Linked DNA regions of Mus musculus: region 1 is linked to region 2. A link is a contact called in public HiChIP or PLAC-seq data. All regions are on one chromosome and are shown on one strand. Each heading gives the region's core, a stretch centred on a gene start, on an enhancer-like site or on the middle of the called end of the contact. The rest is flanking DNA. Distances are from core to core; before and after follow the strand shown.

Region 1 (7,083 bases), core at 2,779-5,278, 640 kb before region 2:
GGGTCTGCAACCCTATAGGAGGAACAATGATATGAACTAACCAGTACCCCCTAGGAATTTGTCTCTAGTTGCATATGTAGCAGAGGATGGCCTAGTTGGCCATCAATGGGAGGAGAGGCCCTTGGTCTTGCGAAAGTCATATGCCCCAGTACAGGGGAATGCCAGGGCCAGGAAGTGGGAGTGGGTGGGTTGGGGAGCAGGGCAGGGGCAGGGTATAGGGGGGTTGGAGATAGTATTTGAAATGTAAATGAAGAAAATATCAATAAAAAAGGTCCTAAAATTAAGCAAAGATTTTTTTGACAGAACTTTTACATATATCCACAATCTGTTTTATAGTTAGACTGTGATAACTTAGACTCTGAATAAAAAATTAGCTACAGAGATGTCAACTGAAGCATTCATTAAAACAGTCAGCATAGCTGAGGTCTGGTAGAATAAGTATGGTATATTCTATGGGGTTGCATGTAACACACACAGGAGAAATGATTAAAAGGTTTACTACGTGTTCTTGGGTGCAGGAAAAACTGTAAAACAATATTCATTGTATTAACATACTTTGTAATTAAAATTATTCCAATTACAAACAAAAAGAACAACATATTAATTAGAATTGCTAAAGGAATTTTAGGGTAATAAGATTTTATATTTCTCTTCTGTCTCAATTGGATTCTCTAATTTTTCCTCAAGGAGCTTGAATTTCAGTTGTGTTTCAGAAAAGGGTTGGCAGGGTGGTGGTGTGGCACCAAACCAAGATCAAATCCATTAAGAAAGGGATGTTTTCACACTTCTGAACATCCTCGGCCTTTCCAAACCTCCAGAAGTTCAAGCAGACAGAATTTTATTTTACAAACTGAAAAACAGGCATTCATGGTGATAGCAAGGTCAACAGGACTCAAATCTCAGAAAGTTGATACTCCCCCCCCCAACACACACACACACACATACACACACACACACACACACACACACACACACACACACACACACACACACACACACAGAGAGAGAGAGAGAGAGAGAGAGAGAGACAGAGACAGAGACAGAGACAGAGACAGAGAGACAGAGATGTTTATACATAGACAAGAAATTTGAAGCACATCATAATTGAACTATGTGGCTCTAAATGAGGTAAATTTTATGCAAAAGACTGGGAGGGATGGCTTAAGCAAGCAAGAAGGGCCATTTGTAAAGCTTGACCTAGGGGTGGGCTGTCGTCCTCAGCAATGGTCTATCCTGTGGACACACACTAAAGAGGGTTGAGTGGCTGTCATTTGCAGGTAGGTGTTAGTTGGGGAGAAGCAGGAGTCTGGTGGGAGCTAATGGCAGTTCAGTGCCAGCACAGTCAGTAGCTGATGGGGACACCCCTCCAGTGGTGGGGTGGTGGAGAGGCTTCTAAGGACCTGGGTCATTTCCTCACACCCACACGACATTTACAGTGGCCATATGTGTTTGTTAGGCACCCATCACTGTCCCTTTTGCATAAATTTGTCTTGGGATCTTCAATCCTCTGCTTTGTAGGGAAAGGTTGGGAAAGGGAGAGGGCAGTTTAAGATAAATAGCACTCCTGGAATGAAAGCTTGTGGAACAAAACTTGCTTCTACTTAAGATAAAAAAAAGAAATACACAAAGTTAATGACCTCTGCAGGAGGTCTGAAGAAAGCAGCCACTGGAAAGGCACTTTATGTCTGTCTCCACTATGTGGTTGTTTTTTCTTTCACAACTTCCTGAAACTAGCTTCTTGTTTTATAATATATTTATATCTATATAGATAGATATAAATAGATTATATTTAATCATATATTTATTATTTATATTTAATTATTTTATAAATAAATATATTGTATATTTATATGTCCTATATAAATATATAATATATTAAAATTAAACTTATATATTTTAATTTTCATAGTATTATATTTTGCTACCAACTTCAAATGATATGTTTTGTGTTTCCTAGATATGCAGGGGATTATTTTGTAGCGCAGTGATACTGAGTGACACTTCATCAGCCAAGGCCATATGATTTCATACATACAAATAAGAGAATGGATAAGACTCCCTTCTACCTGTCCCTTGACACAGCTCAACATCTGGACTTTGATCCCAAGAGTAGCATACCTGTTTCCTGTTTTTGCAGCATTAAGCTGCGACATACAGATGGCATGACTTTCCTTGGGTGGAGCCAGACTGGAGGCTTCCTGAAGGACAGTTCATTAGGATACTCTTCAACCTTTATTCTTGAGTCCCTCATTTAAAAAGGGAATACTGAGAAGATATGGAAGGGTAGGAAAGGGTCAGAGAAGAGGGGCAAAGCCCTTGACGCTGAAACTCTGCATGGAGGAAAGAGCAGGGGGCATGAGAAAAGAATTGCCCCTATGTGCCAGCGCACGTGATAGCAATGGAACCTGGACTCAGCCCCTCTCTCTAACACTACTCTTGTAAAGTTCACCCATTCTCTTTTTCCTTTAGCTGACTAAATCCTCTCAGATTTCTGGTATGTAGAAGTTAGCAGTAACTTCTAGTAAAACCATTATTATGGCTCCCTTTGATCCACTGGTATTGGAAAAGGAAGGTATAAGCTCTACCCAAGCCTGATGTCACTCATGGCCACAGGAAATCGGGACAGGTTCTCTTCAAGCACATATAAGCTCTTTCTCTAATTTTCCAACCATGTCTTCTTCAACCCATGATCTTAGCCCTTCCTTTATCTGAAGGAGATGACCCTGGCAGTGTTTTCGGAGTCAGCCTATCTAGGTAAGATCCATCAACCATGACAGCTGAGGGAACTGGGTATCTGGCAGGAAGCACTCATCTTTCTTAGGCCCTGTGAGGACCAAGCTAGAATCTTGGAAGTTCTAAGAAAAGTCTGTGTTGAAGTTTAGGCTGAAAAGTATGAATCACAGACAGGATCATCTTGTGGAGTCTAAGCTAGTCTCAGGCTTGGTGAGCTCCATTTGCTTCTTTTTGGAGGAAATAAGAAGAATGCCAAGTGCATGTATTTATATTTCCAAAGCAGCTCCAGATGCAATCACACTAATGCCACTGCCTCCAGACTGGACCTTTTAGAGACAATTCATCACTACAGTCAGCCCATCCAATGACAATTAGTTGCACATATTATTTCGTATTGAGTAATTGATTAGTTTTTGTTTTGTGTATAGATTGAATGCATAGGTTTATGCATAGGCACCACCCCTGTTCAGGTACTCCCAGAAGCCAGAGAGGGCAGTAGACTCCCTGGTACCGGAGTTACAGATGATAACTCCACAGATGAACCACCTAATGTACTGGAAATTGGATGCAGGTCCTCTGGAAGAGCTGTGAAGTGCTTTAAGCACCAAGCCACATGCCCAGCTCCATTCTTAAACTGGAAATGGGCTTCTGCCACTGGAAGTTTCTAATGGTCTGTGTTTGTAAGTTTTCTGGGTCTCTCTTACAGGCCATGAAAGGGTATTATATGCATTAGGAGAGCTATACTAAAGAACTTAGCACAGGGTCTGCCACACTAGGCAGTCACAGCAAATTGAATTCTAATTATTGGGGTACTGTTAGAACACCTGGTTTGTCACTTAACACTGGGGCATGCGGGCAAGTGGTTGAAGTGCCTGGTTCTCAGCTGGTAGCTGGGGGTCTGACTTTCTTCCAGCTCTATACTGGCTGTTTCATGAGCTTGGCCAAGAGCTAGTACTCTGCTTCCAGGATTGGCTCAGCAACCAAGGATGTGTTCTACAGTGTCTAATATCTGCTCTACAAACCTCATCAGCCCAAGAGGACTACCAAAGCTCCAAGCATCAGATCTCACAAAAAAAAAAAAAAAAAAAAAAAAAAAAAGAAAAGAAAAGAAAAGAAAAAAGAAAAGAAAAGAAAAGAAAAGAAAAGAAAAGAAAAGAAAAGAAAGAGAAAAGATACAAGAGGAGAGGAAGATTGCCTAACTTCCCCATTTCTAAAATGGGGATACGAGAGCTGTGGTGGGGACTATATACGCTCAACCGAGCCATAGGAGAATTTACAAGCCAGCTACTGGCCACTGTTAGAGTTAGGGAAGTACAAGTGCAGAGGAGATGGTTGAGTCCTCAGAGTTTGCGTGTAGGGAGGCCAGCATTTGAGACCAAAAGGTCTAACTGCAGAGCCTGACTGTCATCATAGTCTACCTTATACTCATTTTTTAAAAGGATTTTTGTTGTTGTTATCATTTTAATGCTGGGAGCCTTTAACAACCTCTAGCATGTACAACATCTTTTGTTATTTCACATCAGGAAAAGCTTGTCTCTTACCAGAAACTAGGATGCTTCCTCTTTTTGAAAATAAGAATTATGCAATTTATCATGCTTTTTTTTTTTTTTTTTTTTTTTTTTTTGTCTTGGCTGCCAGGAAGCTCAGAGCAAAATCGTGTACTCAAATCACCACCACCAAATTGTTTCCGGCTTCCTAAACTTTGTTCCTTCTTTTTATTTTTAATTCTTTTTTTTTTTCCCCTCACCAACACTTTCTTTTGTGTTTCTTGTTGGCCCAGGCTTCAAAGGTATTTGGAAAGTGATGCAGATGAAATAAACAAATAAAACACTGAAGCCCATGTGGAAAACCAATATTTTGAGCATCAACTCTTTCACTTGATCAAAGGAAAATGGCCAAGCAGAAACTGAAGCTAAATAATGTAGGAGCTCCTATAAAGAGAGAGAAGCAGAACAATTCACATGAACAGAGGTGAAACCAAAGGGAGGCCACAGTGACTACGTCAGAGGCGGCGAGTGCCTGTGATTCTCTGGCTGCAACCTATCATTCCCTAATTATATCCTGTATGTGTTTTGCAAGCTGTGAGCTGCTGTCAAGAGGACAGACAGCCTCAGACAGGGCAGGGACCACAGCCACCCATGGATCCTAACATACCTGCACAGAAGTGAAGTCCCCTGAGGCACAGGCACCCAGAATAGCAGCTCCCACGAGGACAGACTCCACCTCTTGTGACAGGACCACAGGCATGCCTGCACAGGACAAAGTCATACCTTGGTTAACAGTAGAACCAGGGCTGTGAGGAGCCAGCAAACACCTCTGGAGGCAAACCCGCTGATGTCAAAGCAGCAGTACTTTATACCTCCCCGAAGTCCCCAGTCCTTGGGATTTGGGTTTTGGGAGATTTCTCTGCCTTGTGATGGCCAGTGTACCAGCCACAAGCCTCAAGGTGGCCAATACCATACCTATCAACTTGTAAGGCTTTGGCACCCAGGTTCCTGGTTTACCTCTAACTTTATCACATGTTTTGCTGGGCCCAGTAAAGGCTGAAATGAAAGGCTGTTCCCTGCTAATCCAGTCTCAGATGGGCTGATGGATACAGGCCATGGAAGGGCTGGTTCTCTGACTCATCTCCAGTACAAGCCATAATCCTTAGATAGTCTGGTAAGACCCTTACCATCTGGCTTCTCTTTTTCCTAGCCACCACATGAACCTACTTTCCTTGTGATTTCTTGAGTTGGTTTCAGAGCTCTTCCAGATGTCCATGTAACTGGCTCTTCACCACAGTACAAATGCAACCCTAGCTTTCCTTGGTCACTGTGTTTAGAACGATGAGACAACTTCATTGCTCCTTCTGTGCTCCTATATCCCCCACCCCCTTTTCTACCATGTGGTTTCCTTACTTAGTCCTGCACCTTGCCCTGCAACTGACATTACATGAGGCTAGGGGCTCCATTCTGTCTACCACCATGTCTCTGACACTTAGAGCAGGGTCCAAGCCATCAATTAACTGGTGAGAGAATGAGTCTCTGAGCCAGCGGTTGACAGTAACATGGGACTGAAACAGTCATGTGACTGAAATGTCATGCGAAGGTAAGTAGGTATCCACCAGGCGCAAAGAATCCGCCTACATGACAAGTGCCAAGGTTGAAGATCCATGTGGATTTCACAGGCAGTTCTGGTTCCTTACGTGATTTACACCTCTGCTTCTTCACTCAGTTCACAGTGTGATCCTAAGTTAGGATCTCCACCCCTCTGTACCTCAGTTTCCTGATCTGAAGGATGGGGATAAAATTCCACCTACTTTCACAGGATGACATGATTTTCTAATCAATAGATGACGGGAAATGCCACAGAGGAAAGGTCTGCAGCAGAAAGGCTTCCTTTAGACAAAGGCTACAGCCCTCTTCTTGCCTCTCTAGGGAAGCCCACTTAGTATCTTACCTATCTCCTCCAGTTCAGGTCAGCTCTAGCCATCCCCCTACACAGACAGTTGGTAAACAGAATCCTTCTGACATCTTAGAGGACTTGAAGAATTATAACAGAACCTGCTTCTCACTGTGCTACTAAGCCACCAGGAAAAGTGACAGATCTGAGAGAGGCTCAGGCCTGGCTTCCTCCCTGCTTTCTTTCTTTTGGAGTCCTTCCCCATCTCTTTAATGCCTTCAGCCCTGGTAACCTCCGGGCCAGTGGATGACACAGTGGACATGAAACTTAAATAAACATTTGAAGATAGGGATCCTACTTGGAAAGTTCTACAGATGAAATGGTTCCTTTAGACAAAGGCCACAGTTCCCTTCCCTCCTCTTCTAAGGAGGCTCATTTGCTAACTTACCTAGCTCCTCCAGGTCAGGTCAGCTCCCACCCCCTTACAGACAGCCAGGAAACAGAAATCAAATAGGGACCAGGCTCACTGCACAGGTGCACTGTGTGGGCTGGTGACAGCGCACTCAGGTGGAGCTCCCATGTTTGCATTCTGTGTGAAGCCCTGGGGACATGGTGGCTGTTACTGTTAGACTCAACATGGCCAAGAACAAAGGCTCTGTATGGATGTCATGGGAGCTGGAGAGCAGAGCTTCGAGGAAGGAAAAAGACAGATACCAGGCCACAAAGAAAGGTACTGGTGGCTCAGCCAGAAATCATACTACACGCTGTGTAAATCTGTTACCACTCAGGCCTCCTATTGATAGAGAACTGGGTTTTTTTGTTTGTTTGTTTTGTTTTGTTTTGTTTTAAGACACTCTTCCAAACATTGTTCATCTTCAGCTCTTCACAATAGACCCACAACTTCACAATTTCTGAGTAGGAAGGAATGAGTCCTAGGCTGCTCCCTTAGACAGTAGAGGCCAGGGG
Region 2 (7,014 bases), core at 2,300-4,799:
TCCCATTCAAATCAGCACAGTGGCTTCACCTGAGACACGACACAGAGATGTTTGGAGAAGTTCTTTGGTGTGTTCCTCTCTACAAAGTGAATACTAACAAAGACCAGTGAAAACCAGCGAAGACCAGGAAGCATTGCACAATATAACAATGCAAGAGTGTCCTCTCACAGTTTGTGGGGTTCCATTTATAGTCTTTCTAAATCTCACGTACCCTCTCACGTGTCTGATTTCAGCAAAACATCACATGCCCTCTTACAGGACAGCTCTCCACCCTGCCCCCCCCCAAATCACGTGACACGCTGAGTTGTTAAAGAAACCGGAAATTTCCACTTCAGAAAATGCTCACAGACCATTCTGCTAGAGTTTCTTTCTCCTGGGTGACTAACTATCATATTTAAGCTATAGTTCTTAAGTATGAATTGAGCTGTTGTACCTACTAGCTATAGGGCTATGGAGACATCATCTAATTTCTCTGTGCCTTGGCTTCCTCATCTGTAAATGCATAGTGTGATGGGTATTGTGGGAGTTAAAGGATATGTACAGACATTCCTCACACACTTCTTCAACAATAAGAACAACTAATTATTCCTTTCCAGTGTGGATCATCATGGTAGGGAGTGTGGTACCAAACAGGCTGCCATGGTGCTAGAGCAGTAACTGAGAGCTCCGATTGGATCCACAGATTGCAGACAGAAAGAGATCAATACTGGGTCTGGTGTGGGCTTTTGAAATCTCAAAGCCCCACTGAAAGATCTTGACTGGGCCTCCACATTCCACATTGCTCTCAGCACTACTATCTTCCATGATCCCCTGGATCACCCATTAAGATACATTTAAAGTGCTCAATTGCCTCCCTAGTCCAAAGTCCCAAAATCTGCCAAATTTCTCCAACAAAGTGCACTATCAGGTCTGCCACAGCATCAAGCCACTTCTGTATTAGTTAGTGTTATATTGCTGTGAGATAACACCCTGACTAAGGCATGTTATAAAGGAAAGCATTTAATGGGGGTTTTGCTTACAATTTTAGAGGGTTAGTCCATGATCATCATGGCAGGAAGCATAGTAACAGACAGGAAGGTATGCCACTGGAGCAGTAGCTGACTGCTTACATCTGACCTATAAGTACTTGGGGGGGGGGTGCTGCTAGAAGGCCACACCTCCTAATCTTTCCTAAACCAACTGGAAACCAAACATTAAATATGTGAGTCTATGGGGCAGTGCTCATTAAAAGTGATTTCACCTTAAGCACATAGATGCTTGGAAAAATGTGCCCTTAGACACTAGTTCCAATGACTGGGCAGGTGACCCAGGCTGGCAGCCAGGAAACAAGCACTGTTCTATCCACCCAGAACATTCTACCAGTTCTTTTTAGTCTCTTCTCCTGAGGTGATTACCAGTCAGGGGATTTATGACAGACCTTGAATTGGCTTCTAACCTGTTGGGAGATGATACGTGCTCTGCCCGGGTGTCAAATCATGTCTCAGGTGCTTCATGGGCTCTGATAGAGTCTTGGTTACTTTCCTACCAGGGTGATGAGGATAGAAAGGATCTTCCTAGGATCAGAAAAGCCTTCTCTGGGTTTTAAAGCATGGGCAGGCACTTTGTACACAGTTAAAGAACATTTGAGACAAAGGCTACATCATGGCCGCAGACCTGGAGGTGAGGGTCAGCTGTCACAGCAAGAGGAATGACAAAAGTTTTATATAGTGAAGACAAAAGGAAAGGAGATGGAGGCCAGGAGCTTCTTCTTACTCCCTTTGTGCCTTGGGTTACTAATTCCCATTTTGTAGATAAAAGATCCGGGTCTTAGAATGGTGGTGAATACCCCAAGGTCATGCCACTGAACCGTGTGTTCAGCACAAATCTGTCAGGTGACCAGGTCCAGGTTCAGCACAGGGTCTGTCAAGAGAGAGGCTTGGGCTGTGGCTTCTCTTTGTCCTTACTTGTGATCCCATGATCCAACTTTTCTATTTCTGACAATGCCTATTTATCTCTACTGTGGGCTGCATCTTTAACCAGGTATGGAGCAACATCCTCTCTAGAGCTTTGGCCTCACTAAGATGCCCTCTAGTCGAGGGAAAAAGAAGGTTTGGGTATAAATGCTCATGGTAATTTAACTGAAATAAATTGAAATGAGGAGGGTGAATGTTGGCGTTTGCTCTTACTAGGTCTTCCATGCAGCACACATCAAGTCTTGCAAAAGAGAAGTTCCCAGCTGTCCTGCCCCAGAAATGCCAGGCCAGCTGTCCCTGGACTACAGAAGTATCTGGGAGGCAAAGTTCAGCATCACCTGACAGGCGTGACAATTATGAAACTCACCTCCACCCCAGAGCATATTGCACCACCAATGCCACCCAGGCATGGCTTCAAATGTCCTTCTTCCCAAAGACTTGTGACTAGGAAGTATGATTGCCCTTTGATAGATGCTAATAATAGCCCTTACTCTGCTCTTTTTTTTTTAAATAACAATGGACTTCGAAACATGTGATGGCAGGCAGTCACATCAGCTGACTGTCCCTTGGGTAAACTTCCTTGGGAAGCTGAAGCCCAGCATCCTGGGAGCTTCCAGGACCCTTTAAGAATAACAGAGGCAGAAATGCACTCAATATGAACATAGTCTTGGTGCTAGGCATGCCCAAAACTTATTTAAATGAAATAAAGGTTGCACACTCAGGCATGACATGAAACTGAACACTTCCGTGTACTGTCAGCCAGGCTACTTACTTCCAAACCCCTGCCTTGCCTGCCTTACGGAAGCTTCTGGTCATTGTTGGTATGTTGTCTAGGCTCTGCCCCACAGTTACCTGGCAACAGCTAGTTGTGCCTGACTTCACTATGAAAGGAGCTGCTTGCCCCCTCCTCACCCTCTTGCTCTCTTGTTCCTTTCTCTTCCTCTCTTGCTCCTGCTCCTTATCCCCATTCCCCTCCCCCTTCTCTCTCCAGTACTCATGCTCACTTGCTCCCTCTCCCACTCCCCACCCCCCTCTCTCTGTCTCAAATCCCATCCTCATGCCTGGAATAAACTTTATTCTATACTACACCATCGTGTGGTTGGTACCTCACGGGGGAAGGGATGCCTCAGCATGGGCCCACAGAGGCACCCCCTTCCCCCACACCATACTGCCCCTTTCAGCACACATATTCCTTCCTTTTCTCTATCTCCTTCCTTCTCTCTATCTTTGTATAAAACACAACAGTCATAAGAAACTAAGCCAATTAGATGACATGCTGGGAGTTCTGAGTAAATGAGAGTGAGGAGAGAGGTGGGTCTCACTAAGCTTCCAAGCAAGTATAAGACAAGTCAGGTTTGAAGTCACTGCCTGCTGACCCCAGTGTCTCTTTATTCTTCATGCTCTCATCTTGTTAGAATCACATTATCTTTGTTACCTTTCTTTTGCTGTGATAAGACACCATAACCAAGTCTAATTATAGAAGAAGGAGTTCAAAGGGGGTTTACAGAGTTACAGGGTTAGAGTCTATTGTATGAGGAACATGGTAACAGTCAGGCAGGCATGGTGCTAGAGCAGTAGCTGAGAGGCTGCATCTTAATTCACAGCATGAGACAAAAAAGGAACTAACTAGGAATGGTATAGGCCTTTGAAACTTCACAGCCCACCCCCAGTGACACAGCAACAGCACCACACCACTTAATCTTTCCCAAAAGGTTCTACCCACTAGGGCTGAAATATTCAAACATATGGGGCCTGTGGAGGCCATTCTCATTCAAACTACGACAATGCACTTGCTAACACAGAATTGCTGGATCTGAACATTGGCTTGCCCTGGACAAGGCAGGTGGAAAGGACAGAATGGCAGTCCTGAGCTGACAGCTGCCCAGTTATGTACTTTCATGACTTCCTATAAAGGCTTTCTGTTTTCAATCTTCCCTTCAAAACTAGGCTCTCCTCCTTCATCCTGTGGTCCTCAACTTTGTGGGTCATGACCCCTACAGAGGTTGCATATCAGATATTTACATTAGGATTCAGAACTGGAGTAGTATTACAGTTATGAAGTAGCAATGAAATAATTTTATGATTGGGGATCACCACAACATGAGAAACTATATTAAAAGGTCACAGCACTAAGAAAGTTGAGAACCGCTGGTTGAGACCCTCAGGTTTCTATCTCAATTTATTTTCTCCAATGATCACCAAGCTGCCTCGGGATAGAGCCATACATTCTGTAGCCCTGCATGCCCAGCACCTAGCTCAGTTTTCTGTTTATATTTTGTCTTAATGGAGGAATCTCACTTACTTAACACTCAATGTTCTAAATAATTGAAAACTCTAGCCATATAAGCATATATTCAGACTTGCTGAAGGTGGCTTCAGGAGGCATTTGGAGACTTGCTCCCATGTAAGGCAAGCAATTTCCCCTTTGTCCAGGCTTGGGTCTGGCCTGGACTCTATGCTGAATCTTGCCAACCTTGGGCAGGCATCCTACTTGGGTTTTGTTTTAGCTGCCACTTTCCTTCTCCTTCTCCTTCTCCTTCTCCTTCTCCTTCTCCTTCTCCTTCTCCTTCTCCTTCTCCTTCTCCTTCTCCTTCTCCTTCTCCTTCTCCTCCTTCTCCTTCTTCTCCTTCTTCTCCTTCTCCTTCTTCTCCTTCTCCTTCTCCTCCTCCTCCTCCTCCTCCACCTCCTCCTTCTCCTTCTCCTTCTTCTTCTCCTCCTTCTTCTTCTCTCCTCCTTCTTCTTCTACAACTACTACTTCTCCTCCTTTTTTCTTCTATCACACCTACTTCTCCTGCTTCTCCTCTTCCCCTCTTACCTTTCTCTTCCTCTTTCCTCTTCTCTTCCTCTCCTTGTTCCTCTCCTTTTTCTTCTTCTCCCTCTCATTTTTTTAATTAGAATGAACTACAGGTTCTTAAACCCCTCTCCAAACAAAACTCTCATTTTATCTCACCTGCTCACAGGCCATACAAATTGCATAAATGTAGCCAGAAGTCCTATAAAAAAGTTATCAAAGAGCAGATTCCTTCTAGGAGGAAATAAGAGGAAGTTCGGGAAGGACTGAGTCTGGAGATTATGGTGCAGGCTAGACTTGTTCCCTCTAAGCAGGCTGTATCTGATGACCTCTGATAGATGACTTCCAAGAACAAGGAGGCAAGGACAATACAGGGCAAAGAGGTACATGAGATGGAGAGCTATGCTCAAATATACCTTCATCCTCTACCAGCAGGCTGGAGGCAGACCTTACTTCTCTGTGCCTTATGCCTCTTCTATGGACTGGCTCCTACCTGCCTTGCAGGGCCCATTTAGTTTTGAAAGAATTTCTGCATGAGATGGAGGGGTGTTTCAGTGACTGAACACCAACCTTAGAACTGGAAGATCTCACCTGAGACCCAACCCTGAACCATCTCCATTCTATCCCACCCATGCCTCCACCATGACTTCCCCTTTGCCTAGGTTTGCAGGCACCCATGATGGAGCTGTCACTACTCCAGAATTCTTTCTTGGACTGAAAAAGTTGTCTGAATCTCCAGAGCCTTTTTCCTTTTAGTGCTTTCCAGTGTGGCCACTGAAAACAAGGCTGGGCCCCCACCCCAATGCAGCCTTCCTCAGGAAAGAAGAAAGCTTTCAGCTATCCTGGTGAGGCCCATAGAATTCTTGAGGCTTTAGTTGGGTTTCTACAGAAACCTATTCAAGTATAAAGAAAAGAAGACTGGTGTGTTGTCAGCCCCTCGGCATCCCTTTGGTCCACACCCATGGATTCAACCAACTGTGAGTTGAAATTATTGCTGTATAAGGAAGAAAAAAAAAACCCTTGCATTTGTATGGAATTCATACAAAGTTTTTCTCTTGATTGTTTATTGAACAATAGAGTATAACAAATGTTAACAAAGCATTCAGGTTGTTGTAAGATTATGAGTAACCTGGGGATTGTGTAAGATATAACAGAGGTTGTGCGAGGGGTAATGTAGGCAAATACTTCCCCATTTTGAAAGAAAGTTTAGCATCAGCAGGCTTGGGGGGTTGGGTGGGTGCATATGGGCAACTATGAGTGATTATGTTAGCACACATCAAAGATACCCTTTGGAAGGTCCAGGAAGGCTTCATAGGGGAAGTGAGATTTAAACCAAGTAGGAGCTGTTGAGTGCTTGTGTAGACACCTCTGGGCAGTCATGTCAAAACTGAGATGCAAGCATAGGCCTTCATTGTTACGGCAAGAGGGGACAGGTGACCCAGCAAGGGACTTGTGGCAGTCTACCATCATTCTCAAGCTTTCAGTTCTTTCTTGCTAAAATCTACCCCTGGGCTGTTTCCTCTTCTGCTGGGGCTCGTATCACACAGCACATTTTCCCATTAACCTCATAAAAAAACCGAGTTGCAGCCTCCCTGAGGGCTCAGGTGTAAAACAGCTGAGGGTGGGTGGAAGTTAGGCTCCAGTGGCCCCTCCTTTCTGCACCTCCACTTGCACAGTGTGAGGAGAAACAGCAGTCCTCCTCCCTGGGCTGTTGCCTGGATCGGATGGCATGTGCGTGGAAGATATTTACTTCTGTCCTTGTTGGACAAGGTCGCGTAAATGATCTGATATTAGACCTCCGTCACAGCAGATAATGTCATACTCAGTGCTGCTTGCCAAGGGCTTGCCTCACAAGTGACTTCCAGCAAGTTCTGTGATATGCCAGGCCTCAGGAAGCGTGGCTAAAGTCCCTAAAGAGAGAGAGAGAGCCTTGAGGCCCAAGAACTTGCCCTGCAGGGTAGAAGGAGGGCTTAGAAGAAGCCATATAGTTTCTGTGTGTAGTTTCTGCGACAGGTTTCAAACACACCGGGGATAAGAACTGAATTCACAGCACAGTGCTCTGTAAGGCCTCTACAGCAGAGACAGCAGATTTCTCTATTGGAAGTCTCGGCACAGCTCCTAATGGCACCTCGGCTTCTCCCCTGAGGCTGCGCTCCAGACTAAGAGCCTGTTCTTCTCTGGGGAGATAAAGTAGCGCCTCAAATTTAGAAATCAGCCTTCAACCCTGAAAAGATTTCACTTTATTTCATGCCTTAATCCATCCTTCCATGG

Evidence for each region. HiChIP or PLAC-seq counts read pairs in DNA pulled down with a chosen protein or histone mark.
Region 1: a contact with region 2 is called in an H3K27ac HiChIP or PLAC-seq map of the HPC-7 cell line, with 7 times the contacts expected there. The contact joins two enhancer-like sites. A contact is called at or near these places in 2 of 484 Hi-C or Micro-C datasets (bone marrow-derived macrophages and peritoneal macrophages) and 4 of 115 datasets of contacts at active chromatin or transcription factors (the HPC-7 cell line, bone marrow-derived macrophages, embryonic basal ganglia and 1 more).

The regions. Positions count from the first base shown.
Region 1 is chr4:95,847,481-95,854,563 of GRCm38.p6, reverse strand. It overlaps Fggy (FGGY carbohydrate kinase domain containing), which reads right to left. Exons shown (of 16, transcript NM_001113412.1): 14 at 4,888-4,982. Among named protein-coding and RNA genes, the nearest start is that of Hook1, 120 kb to the left of the region's middle. Within about 2 kb of position 4,028, at least 89 of the 459 cell types and tissues checked have an H3K27ac peak or open chromatin away from gene starts, as enhancers often do. A contact at or near this core is called in the HPC-7 cell line, where this site is marked.
Region 2 is chr4:95,208,511-95,215,524 of GRCm38.p6, reverse strand. Gm12708 (predicted gene 12708) reads right to left here. Exons shown (of 4, transcript NR_166673.1): 4 at 5,791-6,653. Among named protein-coding and RNA genes, the nearest start is that of Gm32240, 4.1 kb to the right of the region's middle. Within about 2 kb of position 3,549, at least 22 of the 459 cell types and tissues checked have an H3K27ac peak or open chromatin away from gene starts, as enhancers often do. A contact at or near this core is called in the HPC-7 cell line, where this site is marked.